4 separate regions of the Sus scrofa genome follow, and all the other regions are linked to region 1. The links are chromatin contacts, called in public promoter capture Hi-C maps. All regions are on one chromosome and are shown on one strand. The core of a region is the stretch at or near the end of the contact, and the rest is flanking DNA. Distances in the headings are between cores, read along the strand shown. Region 1 holds the start of PSMG4 (proteasome assembly chaperone 4). Region 2 holds the start of LOC110261697 (collagen alpha-1(III) chain-like). Region 3 holds the start of FAM50B (protein FAM50B). Region 4 holds the start of PRPF4B (serine/threonine-protein kinase PRP4 homolog).

Region 1 (3,255 bases), core at 73-2,572:
GATGTAACTGACATGTAAGTTAAGCTGGACTCATCCAGCAGGACTAGTGTCCTCAGAAAGAGGAAGAGACAGAGGAGATGGCCTGTAACACTGGCAGCAGGACTGGATGACGAGGGTGTCAGCCGAGGACACCAAAGTGCCAGCAGCACTAGAAGCCCAGGAGACGGGCTGACTTACCCCCAGGGCCTCCAGGAGGAACGAGGCATGCAGAGGTTCCCAGGCCAGGTGTGGAACCCTCGCCACAGCTGTGACTACAGCAGATCCTTAACCCCCTAGGCCACCAGGGAACTCCCAATCTCTGTTGTTTTAAGCCACCCAGTCTACTGCACTTTGTTACAGCAGCTCTGAGAAACAGTACAGATACCGAGGAAGGCTTAGCCCAGGTGGCAGGTGAGGGAGGGGAGAAGGGGCTGGATTCTGCATGTTCTGAGGGGATCCCAGGGTGACCCCGAGGGTGGCATGGAGCTGCTGCACCTGAGAGGAGCAGGCTGCTGCAGAAGCAGGGGTGCGGGGAGCTGGGCTCCGAAGGCCCACTCAGAGATGCCTGTTAGACTTTTCATTGAGACACTGGAGTGGAAAGGCAGCAGAGAAGCCTGTGCTGGAAATGAAAGGAAACGTGGGCAACACAGAGCCGGCGTGAAAAAAGGGGTTGGATAGGAGCGTGAGAAGACAGAGGCCCCACGAGGAAGCCCTGAAACTCTAACCAGAGATGGGCGTGGAAGTCGAGCCTAGCGCCCGGACGAAGCTTCCTCGAAGGTAGCGCCGCCCCCCACAGCCCCCGGTCCCTAGGACATCACAGGAAGGGCCTCAGGGAACCCTAGGCCTCCCGCCTCCCTGGCCCAGGAGATCTGGGGACCACGGAATCCGTGGCGTCCCCAGCAGGCCCTCGGTCACTGTTCGGCCCCGACCCCCGCTCCCACCCCTCCCCCGAGTCCCTAGGCCCTCTCCTGCGCCCTCTCCCCTCCCTCCCCGCCCCCTGGGGACCCACCCCCTAAACCCCCCTTCCCTCCCCCTCCCCCGGCGTCCCCACCGGGCCCCTCTCCGCTCCTGCCCCTGGCCCTCCCCTCGCACTCACGTAGCGGGTGCACATGGCCACGGCCAGGTTGCGCAGGTGCGGCGTGGCCCCCACCCACAGGAAGAGCGAGTCCGTCAGCCGCATGACGTGGAAGTGGACGAGCTGCTCCCACAGCCTCGCGGTGAAGTTGTGCAGAGAGACGTCCCCGGCCGCGGCGGCCCGCGGCCCCTCCATGCCGCCCGCCCGGACGCCCGGCCGAACGCGGGGACCAGTTCCCGCCGCCGCCGCCAGACCAGAGCAAGCGAGCGCCGAGAGCGCCTTCGCTTTCGATCCTGGGTCAGGGGCGGGGCCCGAGGGTGGGCGGGGCCAGAGAGTGAGCGAGGCTCTCCGGGGAGGAAGGGCGGGGCCCAGGTGGAGCCGTGGGGACGGGCCAGGAGTGGGCGGGGCAGAGCCAGAGGGGGCGGGGCGGGGCCTACTCGAGAGGGGACGGGTCTTGCCCGCGGGCTCCGCGGCGGATCCAGCCCCGACCGCGCAGAGCCCAGGCCTGACCCGCACTCTGTCTTGCGTTGGACTCGTCCTGGGCTCAGCGGGTCGGCGTCCTCACTGACTGCTGCACAGACGTGCAGGAAAATCTTCCCGAGTGGAGATGCGCCGTCCGGCAAAGCACAGCGCTTTTAGTCGGTGCCGAAAACACTCAGAGCAGCCGCCGCCATCGTACGGGATGGCTAGATTTTCCCAAATCCTGCTGGTCCCGGCAGCCCGGAAACTGCGGGAAGCCTTGAATGCAGCTAGTCGTGAGAATGGCAAAGATACTGGGAAAAGCTCGAGAAAGGACAGTTACCTGGACTGAGTTAAGGGGTGGGTTTCCTCACCTGACCCAAACCCCCGGAGCTGAGGTCCTGTACAAGCACGGGCCTTGCATATGCAAAGTGGGAGTAAGAGCGGGCGCCTCCCAGGGGAGTGGGAAGGATGTGAACGACCACAGGGAGGCAGATGAAGGGGGCCAGTGTCATCCGCTGGGACCTTTAATTGCAGTCACTCTGGGCCACAAGGTTGACATAAGAAGGCCTTCGATGTGCCGAGACAACCTTTGGGGTAAAAGCACACAGCCCCGTTTTTGTCCGATTCTCTTAAGCTGACTTGGGGTTTATGTCAGAACCCTCAGAGTTCTGCTTTTTCAATCTCTAAAAGGGCTAGGTTGATTAAATTGACATTTATGAGGGCAAATATTGTTGAAAGTTTGTTGGCTCGTTATCAATGATTCAGTTACACACCTAATGTTCAGGTCAGCAGTTTTCAACAGCTTTCCTAATGTATAATTAATACACAAGTACACTACTCCAAGGATTCAAATTGAAGTTGTGACACGTGTGTAACCCATGAAACCATCGTTGCAGTCAAGAGAGGGCACGTGGCCATCAGTCCCAGAGGCTTCCTGAAGCCCCTGGTAACCCTTCCTTCCCCTCCTCAAACCCTGAGCTGCTGGTGGTCACTACAGAGTAGTTTGCATTTTCTGGAGTTTTATGTAAATGGAAGATGCCGTATGCACAATTTTTTGTCTGCCTTTCCACTCATCACAGTTATTTTGCGTTTCCTCCAGGTTGTCACGTATGTTGGTCGCTTCTCCCTTATTGATGAGCACTGTTCTGCTGTGTGGACGCACCACTGTTTATCCCTTCACACGTGTTGATATTCTTTGGGACTGTTTTCACTTTGGGGATATTGCAGCGAAGCTGCTGTGAACTCATGTGCGAGTCAGTCTCTATGCACACATGCTTCCATTTCTTGTAGTTAAATGTCTAGGAGTAGTATGGCTGTATCCTTTATAACTTTTTAAGAACCTGACAAGCTGTTTCCACAGTGACTGTACCTTGTAATTGTATCCATCAGCCGCACAAGAGCTTTTTCTGGCACCGCTACATCCTCATCAAACAGCAAGGACCATATCAACTATTGGGTGTAGTCAGTCTTTTTCACTTTAGCCAATCTAAGGGGTACCTCAGTGTGGCTTAATTTGCATTTCCTTAATTATTAATGAGCTTCAATTCATCATTCACACCGTATACAAAAGCGAACTCAGAATGGTTCATAGACCTAAACATACAACCTAAAACTGTAAAACTTCTAGAGGAAAACATAGGGGGAAACCTCTGTGACTTTTAATTAGACAAAGATTTCATAATAAAACACCAGAAGCCGTTAACAACAAGGACCTACTGTGTAACACAGGGAACTATATT
Region 2 (3,494 bases), core at 435-2,934, 270 kb before region 1:
GGAAAACACCTTCTCTTCCCAGTTTACACGGAAAATGGGAGGTAAAGATAAACTTGGATGATGAACTTTGAAGACAGGATAAGGGCAAATCACTGAGTAAAACGTGTGTGTGTGTGTCTGTGTCTGTGTGTCTGTGTGTGTGTGTCTGTCTCTCGGGAAACGGGAAGCAGGGGTGCGCACCTCTCGGTCTGGATTGAATCAAGTCACCGGCAACCTGCCCCGGCCCCAGTCCTTTCTGCGCCCAGGCTCTTTCTCCACCGCCTGGGGCGGGGTGAGGTCCCTGCAGCCTCTGGAACCAACTTGCAGTTCTTGAACTAACTTCCGATTCTGGACCTATCGTTCGAAATTTCTTCCCAATTAGGAACAGCGTGAGGAGCAGGCCGCTGTGAACCAGAGTTCTGCAGGCGGGCGGCTTCCCCGGGTCCGCTTCCGAAATCCCCTCGCTCACCTAGGGCCCCCGCTGCCGCGGGGATGCTCTTTCCCACCGCGGGTCGGTCCCACTTCTCAGCAGGGAGGTCCCCTCTCCTTTTGGAGGGCGGCCCCTCGGCTGGCTGGCGCGGGCCTGTCTGTCCCGCCGCGTCCCCGTCTGTCTCCAGCCGCGTCCGGGCCAAGGCCAGGCAGCGGCGCGACTGGAATGCGCGGGGGCCGCGGGGCGGGGGCCGCCCCAGCCCGGCCCGGCCCAGGGTGGATGGGGGGGCGGCGCGCAGTGGAGAACCTGGCAGACGGTCCCGGCGCCAAGTCCCCGGAGCCCGTGCGCCCCGCCCTCGCCCCCCGCCCGCACACGTGCCACTGCCACCCCCTCGCGGGCCGGGTGGGGCGCGCAGGATCGAGAAACGGAAAGACAAGAGTCTCCCCAGGAACCCGGCGGGCACAGGCCGGCCGGCCCTCCCACCCCCAGTCTCGTCCAGTCCGGGCCGGCGGCTCGGGACCCGGAGCGGAGGGGGGAGGCGGGAGGCGGGGCCGGCGCTGGGGTTTCCGCCCCGCCCGGCGGCCGGGGGTCCCCGCGGCCCCAGCAGCGCGGGCTCGGGAGGCGGCGCGGGGCGCGGCGGCCAGGCCACCCCTCCGCGCGCGGCGTGTCCTCTTGCCTGGAGGCGGGGAAGGCGGAGGCGGCCGCGGCCTCGACGTCGGCGACCGCGCCGCCCGCGATGGGAAGTGCCTTATAAGCCTCGGCTCGGCCGGCCCCGCCGCTCGTAGCCTCGCCCTCCGGGAGAGCGCGCGGAGGCCCGGCCGACATCCGCAGACCCGCTCCGCCGCGACCCCGGGCCGGGACGGACCCGGACTCGAGCAGGCCTCCTACCGACCCGGTCTCCGGACGGAGCCCAAACGGACCCCGGCCCCAAGTAGACCTCGGAGGGGCGCCAGCCCGGGACTGAGCCCGGGCAGACCCTGACCGACTCCGGCTCCGGACAGATCCCAGGTCTCTTCGACTCTGGACAGACCTCGGACGGACCCCGGCGCCGGACCGACCCCAGGCCGGGCAGACCCCGGCTCCGCGCAGATCCCGGACCGATCCCGGCGCCGGACGGACTTCGGGCGGACCCCGGCCCTGGATTGACCCCGGCTCCGCGCAGATCCCGGGCAGATACAGGCGCCCGACGGACTCTGGGCGGACCCCGGCCCCGGGCTGCCCCCGGCCCGGGCGGGCGCGCCCCCTGCCGGCCGGGGCATGCGCGGCCCGCGGCATGGCCTCGGCGGTGTTTGAGGGCACGTCGCTCGTGAACATGTTCGTGCGCGGCTGCTGGGTGAACGGCATCCGCAGGCTCATCGTCAGCCGGCGCGGCGACGAGGAGGAGTTCTTCGAGATCCGCACCGAGTGGTCGGACCGCAGCGTGCTGTACCTGCACCGCAGCCTGGCCGACCTGGGCCGCCTGTGGCAGCGCCTCCGCGACGCCTTCCCCGAGGACCGGCCGGAGCTGGCGCGCGCGCCGCTGCGCCAAGGTGGGCGCGGGCCCGGCCTCGGGGCTGGGCTCTCGGGGCACTGGGTGGGAGTCGGGGACCGGGGGGAGGGTGCGGGCTCCTTCGACGTGCAGGGAGAGGGGCTCCGCCTTCCCCCAGGCGAGGGGCGCCCGGGCCGCAGTGGCAGCGGCAGGAATCCGCACATCGGCACCGTGGCCCCTGGCCGAGGCTGGTTGCCTTGACCATCACCAAGGTCAACCACCGTCCAGCGCTGGCCGCGGCAGGAGGGGCGGGGGGACGTTTGGGAGAGTTCAGCGCAGCGTCCGGCGGGGGTCGCGCCGTGTCTGGCAGCCCCTTCGCGGTCCTAGCCGGGCAGGGCCGCGCCCCTTGTCCCTGCTGACCGACGTGCGAGGTGCCACGTGGCCTCTGTCATTCCAGGAGGGGCCCCGCGGGGTGCGTCCGCATTCGGGTTTGATTAACCCTGGCCGCCTCCTCCCGAGCCTTGTGACTTTCCTGGCTCTTGGGGACTCGAGTTTCAGAGAACTGGGTGGCTTCCCACTTCCTACTCGCGGGCTGGCGTTTGGAGGCCGCGGAGAGGAGGTTGGAGGGGAGGAAGCCAGACCCGAGGTTGAGAAGGAGGGACTGGGTCAGCCCCCCACCACACCTGTGCGGCCACCTGCAGCTCTGAGACTCTGTGACGCCTCCCAGAGCCGTCCTTTAAGCAGGGCCTGGGCACTTTTGGGGGCACTTCCTGAAGAGACATAGTTTACGGAGGGTCCCCATTTACCGAGGGTCTCCGAAGCTGCCTGTCTGCCTGAGGTCTTGCGGTCTCCAGCCCCCCTGGTGACAGCCTCACCCCAGCCTGTGAATTCTGTGGATAATTAGCTCATTCTCATGACACATCCTCTGGCAGATGCGTCACTTGGACAGGTTCCCGAAGCCAGAGGGTTTGCAGGCCCTGAGTGAGACCGCCTGCTCCTGGCCTGGCACTTGTGGCTGCTCTGGGGGTGGTTCAGTAGCGTTTCAAGCAGGGCAGCAGTTTACCTTGATTTACTCCTTGGCTGTGTGAGTTATTATATTTTTAATTTAGCAAATGAAGGTCCAAGCCCAGGAAACTTAGACTGAAGGAACAATTTGCTCAGTGACTTGTGTCCTTTCTGGAACAAGGTGGGGTGAACAAGCAGGAGCCCCAGAGCCTGGGCAGAGAGCCTGCCGTCCCTGCCCTCCCCTCTGCCCCCCCCCCCCCGTCCCTCTCCTGCTCCATATCCACCCCCCCAGCCTTACTCTGTTGGGGACCCAGCTCGGCTGTGACCCGGGGCGGGCTCTGGAAATCCGCTCCCGTCTGGCCCCTCCCCCGCAGCACAGTCCCCGATGCCCACTTGTGAGAACAGAGGTTCATGCCCCGTGTCCCACGTAGTGAGCCCTCCGTGACTGTGGCCTTCGTTGTCCCCCTTAATGGCTGCTGGCTGCCGGGGTTGTAGATGGTACGGAGGAGGTGTAGCTTTGGTCGCCTTGGGGGCTGGTGGGGACACCGCCTCATCCAGAGCAGAAGGCAGGTGTGCGTGAGGCACATGACCTGCCCTGCACACGCGCCTGGC
Region 3 (3,373 bases), core at 469-2,968, 310 kb before region 1:
CACAGTAGTAGTGACCAGAATACCCGGGCAAAAGGAACTGGGCCCCAGGCCACTCCTGACATCTTGGGGTTGCCAGCTTGCGTACACATGGAGGGCTGCATACCACGGCTAGATGCCTAAAGTTTTATAAATTAAGTGTTGTAAGTCGTGCCAGGAACTATCAAATAAAGGGGTTCTCCCCTCCTTCCCTGAAAAGTATCCTTCCTTCGACCCAGAGGCCACAGCTTTGGATGTGGGATTCCCATCGTGGGCCCCCGCCTTCCTCAGCCCCATGGGCTCCGCCCAGCACCTGTGCGGGCTCCACACACGCACCCCAGGCCCCGTCCTTACGCCCTGAAAACAGCCCCGTCGCGGCCTTTCCTGGTCCTGCAGGAGCCCAGCCAGCAGTGGATGTTGTCACCCACCCACGGGTGACAGCCCAGGGGTGTGGCACAGGATGTCGCGGGATCCCAGGTCTGGTGTAGTGTCGGGGCTCTGGGGCAGGTCCCACAACGTGGAGCTCCCCAGTGGCCGGGCTCCGGTCAGTCCCGGGCCGCCCCAGGGCGTTCCTCGTGCCAACTGCAAAGCGAAATCCTGCTCAATCCCACTGACTGAGTATTCAGTTCCGTTCCCTTCTGCCGTTTCCCACGACTCTCCTGGCCAGGCCAGTGCCACCTGAGAGGAAGGCAAGCGTGACTTAGGACGAGTCACAGTGGAAAGAGATGGCCGTGCCGTCAGTTCTGGCGGAAGCTTATCCCTTGGGAAACATTCCAGTAACACACAGTGAAGCCAAGAGGCCCAGGCCTGCGGGGGCTGAGCAGCCACTGCTCCGGGGGCTTCGTGGAGAGCCGCCTCCCTCCCCTTTCTCGGTCCGTCCATCCCCTCTCGATGGACACCCAGTGGGAAACAAGAGTGCGGACTCGGCCTCTGTGACCCGGGAAGAACTTCACTGGAGTGGGTGGAGGCCAGGACTACTGACCCGAGGGCTGCATTTGACCACAAATGTATTTTTATTTGGCCTGTGCCGGGTTTAATTTTTTTTTTTCTGAATAAGGGGTTAGCACTTAAAACGGGCAGATTTCACACCAGCTTCTCGATGTCTTGCCTTACCTGGAAGCGAGAATGATCTGGAACCGCGGGCCTGCATTTCCCCAGAGCCACCAGCCGCTGCTCCTTGGGACCCAGGCTCCCGGGGTCTCCGGGCCGCGCCCCTCATGCCCCTCGTCATTTGGGTCTAACTGCTGGGGCATTCGCGTGTCCAGCGCATGGTTAGAGTAGTGAGACACAGACGCAGGTGCCTGGGGGAGAGAGCCCTGCCTGCTGACTAACGGCCAGCAGGTGGCAGTGGGTTTGAAGGAACCAAGGAATGAATGAATGAGTGACGGGGGAGATGAAAGGTCACGGTTCAGGTGAGTAAACACACCTCAGCAGGACAAGGCAATCGCCTTAACTGTGCAGTCTTCTCTAAAGAATAAATTTAGTAGCTCTTCCTTCTGCTCTTCACTGACTATATGCTACTAATAATAGACTCTAATTTGACCAGATCCTTAAAGAGAAGGAAGCTTATAAAACTTCCCCACGAGGATCAACCAGAAAGAAAATGCAACACTGCAGCCCGCCTCCTCCGTGAACGACAGATCTGCCACGAAACCTACGTTTCTTATGCTCTTTATTTTATTTTTTTAACTTTTATTTTTGTCTTTTGTCTTTTTAGGGCTGCACCCGTGGCATATGAAGGCTCCCAGGCTAGGAGTCGAATCAGAGCTGGAGCCGCCGGCCTACACCATAGCCACAGCAACGCCAGATCCGAGCCGTGTCTGCGACCTACACCACAGCTCACGGCAACAATGGATCCTTAACCCACTGAGCGAGGCCAGGGATCGAACCTGCAACCTCATGGTTCCTAGTCAGATCCGTTTCGCTGCGCCAAGACGGGAACTCCTATTTTTTTTTTTTTTTTAAATTTAAAGAGTTACATTCCCATCTTATGCAACCCTTTAAAAAAATAAACACAACAGTGTGGCAGGTTCTCAGAAAATTTCCATGGAATTACCATGTAGTCTAGACACCTCTCTTCTAGGTTTGTCCCCAAAGAATTGAAAATAGTCTTGAACAGCCATGTGCACACCCGCGTTCGTAGCAGCCTTATTCACGACAGCCACCCAGCTGTCCATCGAAGAATAAACGGGTAAGAAAATGTGGTCTCTTCATAAAATGCAGTATTATTCAGCCTTAAATTGGAAGGAATTCTGACACAGGCTATAGTACAGAGGAACCCTGAAGACGTCATGCTCAGTGAAAAAAGCCAGTCACAAAAAGCCATGTACTGAGTTATTCTAGAGGCCCCTAGAGTCATCAAAATCAGAGACAGAACGTGGGAGGGTGGCTGTCAAGTGGCTGAAGCGAGGTGATGGCGAGTTAGTGTTTAAGCAGACAGAGTGGAGTTCCTGTCGTGGCGCAGCAGAAACGAATCCAACGAGTATCCATTGAGGACGCAGGTTTGATCCCTGGCCTCGCTCAGTGGTTAAGGATCCAGTATCACCGTGAGCTGTGATGTAGATTGCAGACATGGCTCAGGTCCCGTGTTGCTGTGGCTGTGGCATGGGCTGGTGGTTACAGCTCCAATTCCACCCCTAGCCTGGGAAGCTCCTTATGCCGCAGGTGTGGCCCTAAAAGATTAAAAAAAAAAAAAAATTAAAGGGGACAGAGTTTCTCTTTGGGAAGATGACACACTTCTGTGGATGGATGGAGGTTACACAACAAGGCGAAGCTACTTAATGTCACAGAACAGCAATTTAAAGACCGTTGAAATGGTAAATTGGGTGTTAGGTGTATTTAGACACAACTTTAAAATAAATGGAAAAGATACACGTGTGATCAGCAGGTTTTCATTTGAAGTCACAACTAAGCTCAGCTCGCTGCTCCCGAGAGGGTGCGGGGCAGCCGTCAGAGAGGCGGGGGGGGACGAAGCGGGCATCGGCCAGTGGAGGGGGCCCTGGCCCCTGGATGAAAAGAAGCCGCCGTCTGACTTCCACAGCCTCCTGGCCGGTAAACGCCTCCTTCTCCTCCAAGTGCTTGGGGATCAGAACTCAGCTGTCAGCCTTTTTCAAAACCTCTGATGCAAAGAGGATGCAGGCTTCAAAGCCTGGACCCCCCACCCCCATGGTGCAGCCGCCCCGCCAGGGCCAAGACCAGTGGTGCACAAAAGCCCCCGCTGCCACCGTGGCAGGCACCTCGCCCTGGGCCCTGGGAGCCTCTGGCTTTTCCACGGAGATCACCACCGCTGGGCCAGGGCGGGGAACTGGCCGGGTTAAGCCAGATGCTTTCCTCCAGGCGGGAAAAGGGGGTCCAGCCTCTAAGGAAAAAGCCACCGGGCTTCGTGTTTTGATCCCAC
Region 4 (3,092 bases), core at 375-2,874, 400 kb before region 1:
GAGGGAGTAGCATGAAAGACTATTCATACTGTCATTCATATGGCAGGGCCTACAAATTATTATTATTATTATATCTAGTGTTATTTGAACATGTAAATAAAGATGGCTGAACCACTCCTCAAAAGCAATCGGAACTGTCCCTGAAATCAAGTAAGTGAACATAATACATAGAACTTTAAACCGATTACTAGAAAAATCATCTGCACAGTCTAAGACCTGCGCTGTCCTGGCACGAAGACATAACTGGGCCACACTGTGAAGTGGATGAGAAAGGCAAAGTCTAGTTAAAACTTCAGGACCCATTTGCTCTCTTTTAAGTAAAATTGTTAAGATGATAAATCTGCTTTCAGAAGCTCTTGATAAAAAATCTGTACTCCCTGTCTAGCTGAGCAAAGCAAATCACCGAAGGGTCCAGAGCTGGGCGAACAGCACCGGTGGGGAGATTTCCACCCTCTCTCAGCCCAAAGTTGCTGGGAGACTATATCTGCCTCTTTCCTAAGATGGCTAGAAACAAATCAGATAATGCCGATGCCAAAAAAAGGGTCGTTATAGCAATACTGTTTTAAAATCCATTCTCTTATGTTCTTGAGTTTCCCTATCAAACACATGAAAAACGAAACACCGCTTTTAGTTAAGCAATGGTTAGCCTTGCCGCACATACAAGTAGGTTTTCACTCGGCCGCACATAATTAGCTTAATTACAGACGTGAAGTGCTTGGGTTCGGAAGGTGGTAACAATGCCCATTATTTCTCCCACTCCCAAATGAACGCTATAAGCTCTGGCTAAAAACACTAGGCCTCAAAACCGAGAACTTGATCTTACTTTGCCTCAAGTTCGCAAGCTGGCAAATGAGTTGCAATGGGCAGGGGGATGAATATCGGGTGGATGCTGGAGGAAGTACCCCGCCAGCCACAAACTCTAGCTCTGGGATGGTTAAGGAGGGCGGCCCCGCGCCCTTGTCTTCTCTGCCTCCAGGTCCTAAACGTGACACCGGCACCAGGACCACCGGTACCGCCTGCAGAGGGAAGGTCTCAGGGCTCGCCCGCTGCCGCCCGGCTGCTCCGGGGGTCCGCACCGAGGCCGCCGGGCTGCGGCCAGGAGCCTGGCTCATCCCCGCGGAGGACAGGCGGAAGGCGCGCCCGCGCTGGGGCCTCGCGCCCCGGACCTGTAGAGGCCGCTCGCGCCCACGCCTCCCGGGGCAACGACGCGGCAGGCCCCGCCGCCCTGGACCCAACAGCCGCGGCCTCCGGGCGAGCGGCGCGCGGCTTGCCGCCCGCCCGCGCCCCACGACCCGCGCGCGCGCGCGAGGCAAAGTTTGGCCGTGGCCGCGGGGCCCGAACTTTCCCGCCCGCCTGGCAGCTCTCCGCCGGTTCCCCTCGGCCGGGCCCGGACGCCGGCCTTCCGCGCTCCCAGACTACTTACTCTGGCTGTTCCCGCAGCGTCGGAGCCTCCGCGGCGGCCATCTTGAACTTCCTGACTCCTCGGCGGCGGTGGCGGCGGCTTCCCGGACGGTGGGAGCCAGTGGAGGCGGAGGAAGAGGGAGCAGGGTCCTCGCGCATGTGCCGACCGCGTCGGGAACCGTGGAGCTGAGGCCGCTCGAAGAATCCGGATATAAAAGTGCATCCGGGGACGGGGCGCGCGAGCGTCGTGACGCACTTCCGGGGCGGGGCGGGGCTGCGGCGCCGGCTCGGGCCGTAAGCGGTTACGTTGCCTGGGCTGCGTGCTGGAACCCAGGCGGAGTTCTGGGTGCTGGAGGGAGGAGGGAGCGGAGGGAGGAGGCTGTCTGCGCCGTGGTCGCAGTTCCGAGAACCGGTTTCACTGTGGGACCCAGACTTAGTTAAAATTCCGAAACTAGGGCAAACAAGAGCAACGCTGGGAGCATAATGAATGCCTTTTTATTGCCTAGCATTAAGGCATTAAGGGAAAGCTTGTAGAAAGGCAAGTTGAGAAAACTGAAAGGTAGGGCTGGAGCCAGGACAGAGGGAGCTATTGTTGATACATTTATTTGAAATCTTCAGCATAAGGATTCAGGAGTCCCTTGCTCCTGTTCATGTTCGCTGGTTCCGTAAATTGAATTTTTAAGTAATATTTTTGGCCCGAATACCTTCATGTGATTGTTTTTCCATAATAATGGCATCTACAGTAATGCAATTATGTAATGGTTATGTATCTCATTATGAGTAATGAACTATTGTATGAGAAAACATTTATTGGCTCTTGGAGAGCTTTCAACGTATGTTTTTATATGCTCTCTCTCAAAAGTATCTTTCTCCATGATCTGAATCTTAAAAGCAGGGTGGTGATCACTTTTATTCTTGTCAGCAACTGAGTTTGTGGGGTTTGGCCTAGAATTTTGACCTCGGAATATCTGATCTTATATACCTCATGATTTTATAGAGGGGAGGAGTTACAAATATTCCGACAAAATAAGCCCCTGGTTGGCTGAATTCCAAACGTGTTTAATGTTAATAAGCGTTTCCCCCCATGAATATTACTAACATTAAATCAACCTTGGATATTTATTGACTTTTGGGGGTTGCCCCACCCCACACCTATTGTAGCATTTCCTTTTTTTTTTTTTTTTTCTGCTTTTTAGGGCTGCACCCCCGTGGCATATGTAGATTTCCAGGTTAGGGGTTGAATCAGAACTGCAAGCTGCTAGCCTAAGCCACAGCCACGCCAGATCTGAGCCGCATGTGTGACCTATGCAATGCTGGATCCTTAACCCACTGAGCGAGGCCAGGGATCAAATGAACCTGCAACCTCATGGTTCCTAGTCAGATTCGTTTCCCTTACGCCACAGCAGGAACTCCTGTGGCATTTCTTTATATGGTCCTTAATTATATTGTTTCCTTTATGAAGGCTTTCTGTCCCCTTAATAATCAAATTCAGGTATAATAACTGAGAATGCTGCTGCTGCTTTTTTTTTTTTTTTCTCTTTTCTCTCCTTTGGGCCTCGCCTGAGGCATGTGGAAGTTCCCAGGCCAGGGATCAGACGGGAGCCACAGCCTCCACAATAGCAGTGACATTGCCTGATTGTTAACCTGATGTGCCACCAGGGAAATCCAGAAGGCTTCTTTCAAATAAAATA

Evidence for each region. Promoter capture Hi-C pulls out the DNA fragments that hold promoters and counts their contacts.
Region 2: a promoter capture Hi-C map of liver shows a contact between it and region 1, with 5 times the contacts expected there. The contact joins the promoter of LOC110261697 here to the promoter of PSMG4 in region 1. A contact is called at or near these places in 2 of 5 promoter capture datasets (fetal liver and liver) and 2 of 2 datasets of contacts at active chromatin or transcription factors (alveolar macrophages and skeletal muscle).
Region 3: a promoter capture Hi-C map of fetal liver shows a contact between it and region 1, with 4 times the contacts expected there. The contact joins the promoter of FAM50B here to the promoter of PSMG4 in region 1. A contact is called at or near these places in 2 of 5 promoter capture datasets (fetal liver and liver).
Region 4: a contact with region 1 is called in a promoter capture Hi-C map of liver, with 7 times the contacts expected there. The contact joins the promoter of PRPF4B here to the promoter of PSMG4 in region 1. A contact is called at or near these places in 2 of 5 promoter capture datasets (fetal liver and liver) and 2 of 2 datasets of contacts at active chromatin or transcription factors (alveolar macrophages and skeletal muscle).

Annotation. Positions count from the first base shown.
Region 1 is chr7:1,978,362-1,981,616 of Sscrofa11.1, reverse strand. PSMG4 (proteasome assembly chaperone 4) reads right to left here and starts at 1,322. Exons shown (of 3, transcript XM_001927667.5): 1 at 1,076-1,322. The coding sequence starts at 1,249. LOC110261762 (a long non-coding RNA gene) reads left to right here and starts at 1,399. Exons shown (of 2, transcript XR_002346234.1): 1 at 1,399-1,873; 2 at 2,616-3,255.
Region 2 is chr7:2,246,569-2,250,062 of Sscrofa11.1, reverse strand. LOC110261697 (collagen alpha-1(III) chain-like) reads right to left here and starts at 1,684. Exons shown (of 3, transcript XM_021099999.1): 1 at 1,243-1,684; 2 at 449-1,156. The coding sequence starts at 1,684. PXDC1 (PX domain-containing protein 1) reads left to right here and starts at 1,077. Exons shown (of 6, transcript XM_001928852.5): 1 at 1,077-1,938. The coding sequence starts at 1,683.
Region 3 is chr7:2,288,806-2,292,178 of Sscrofa11.1, reverse strand. It overlaps FAM50B (protein FAM50B), which reads right to left and starts at 1,718. Exons shown (of 2, transcript XM_013977400.2): 1 at 1-1,718.
Region 4 is chr7:2,381,036-2,384,127 of Sscrofa11.1, reverse strand. PRPF4B (serine/threonine-protein kinase PRP4 homolog) reads right to left here and starts at 1,624. Exons shown (of 18, transcript XR_002346264.1): 1 at 1,424-1,624.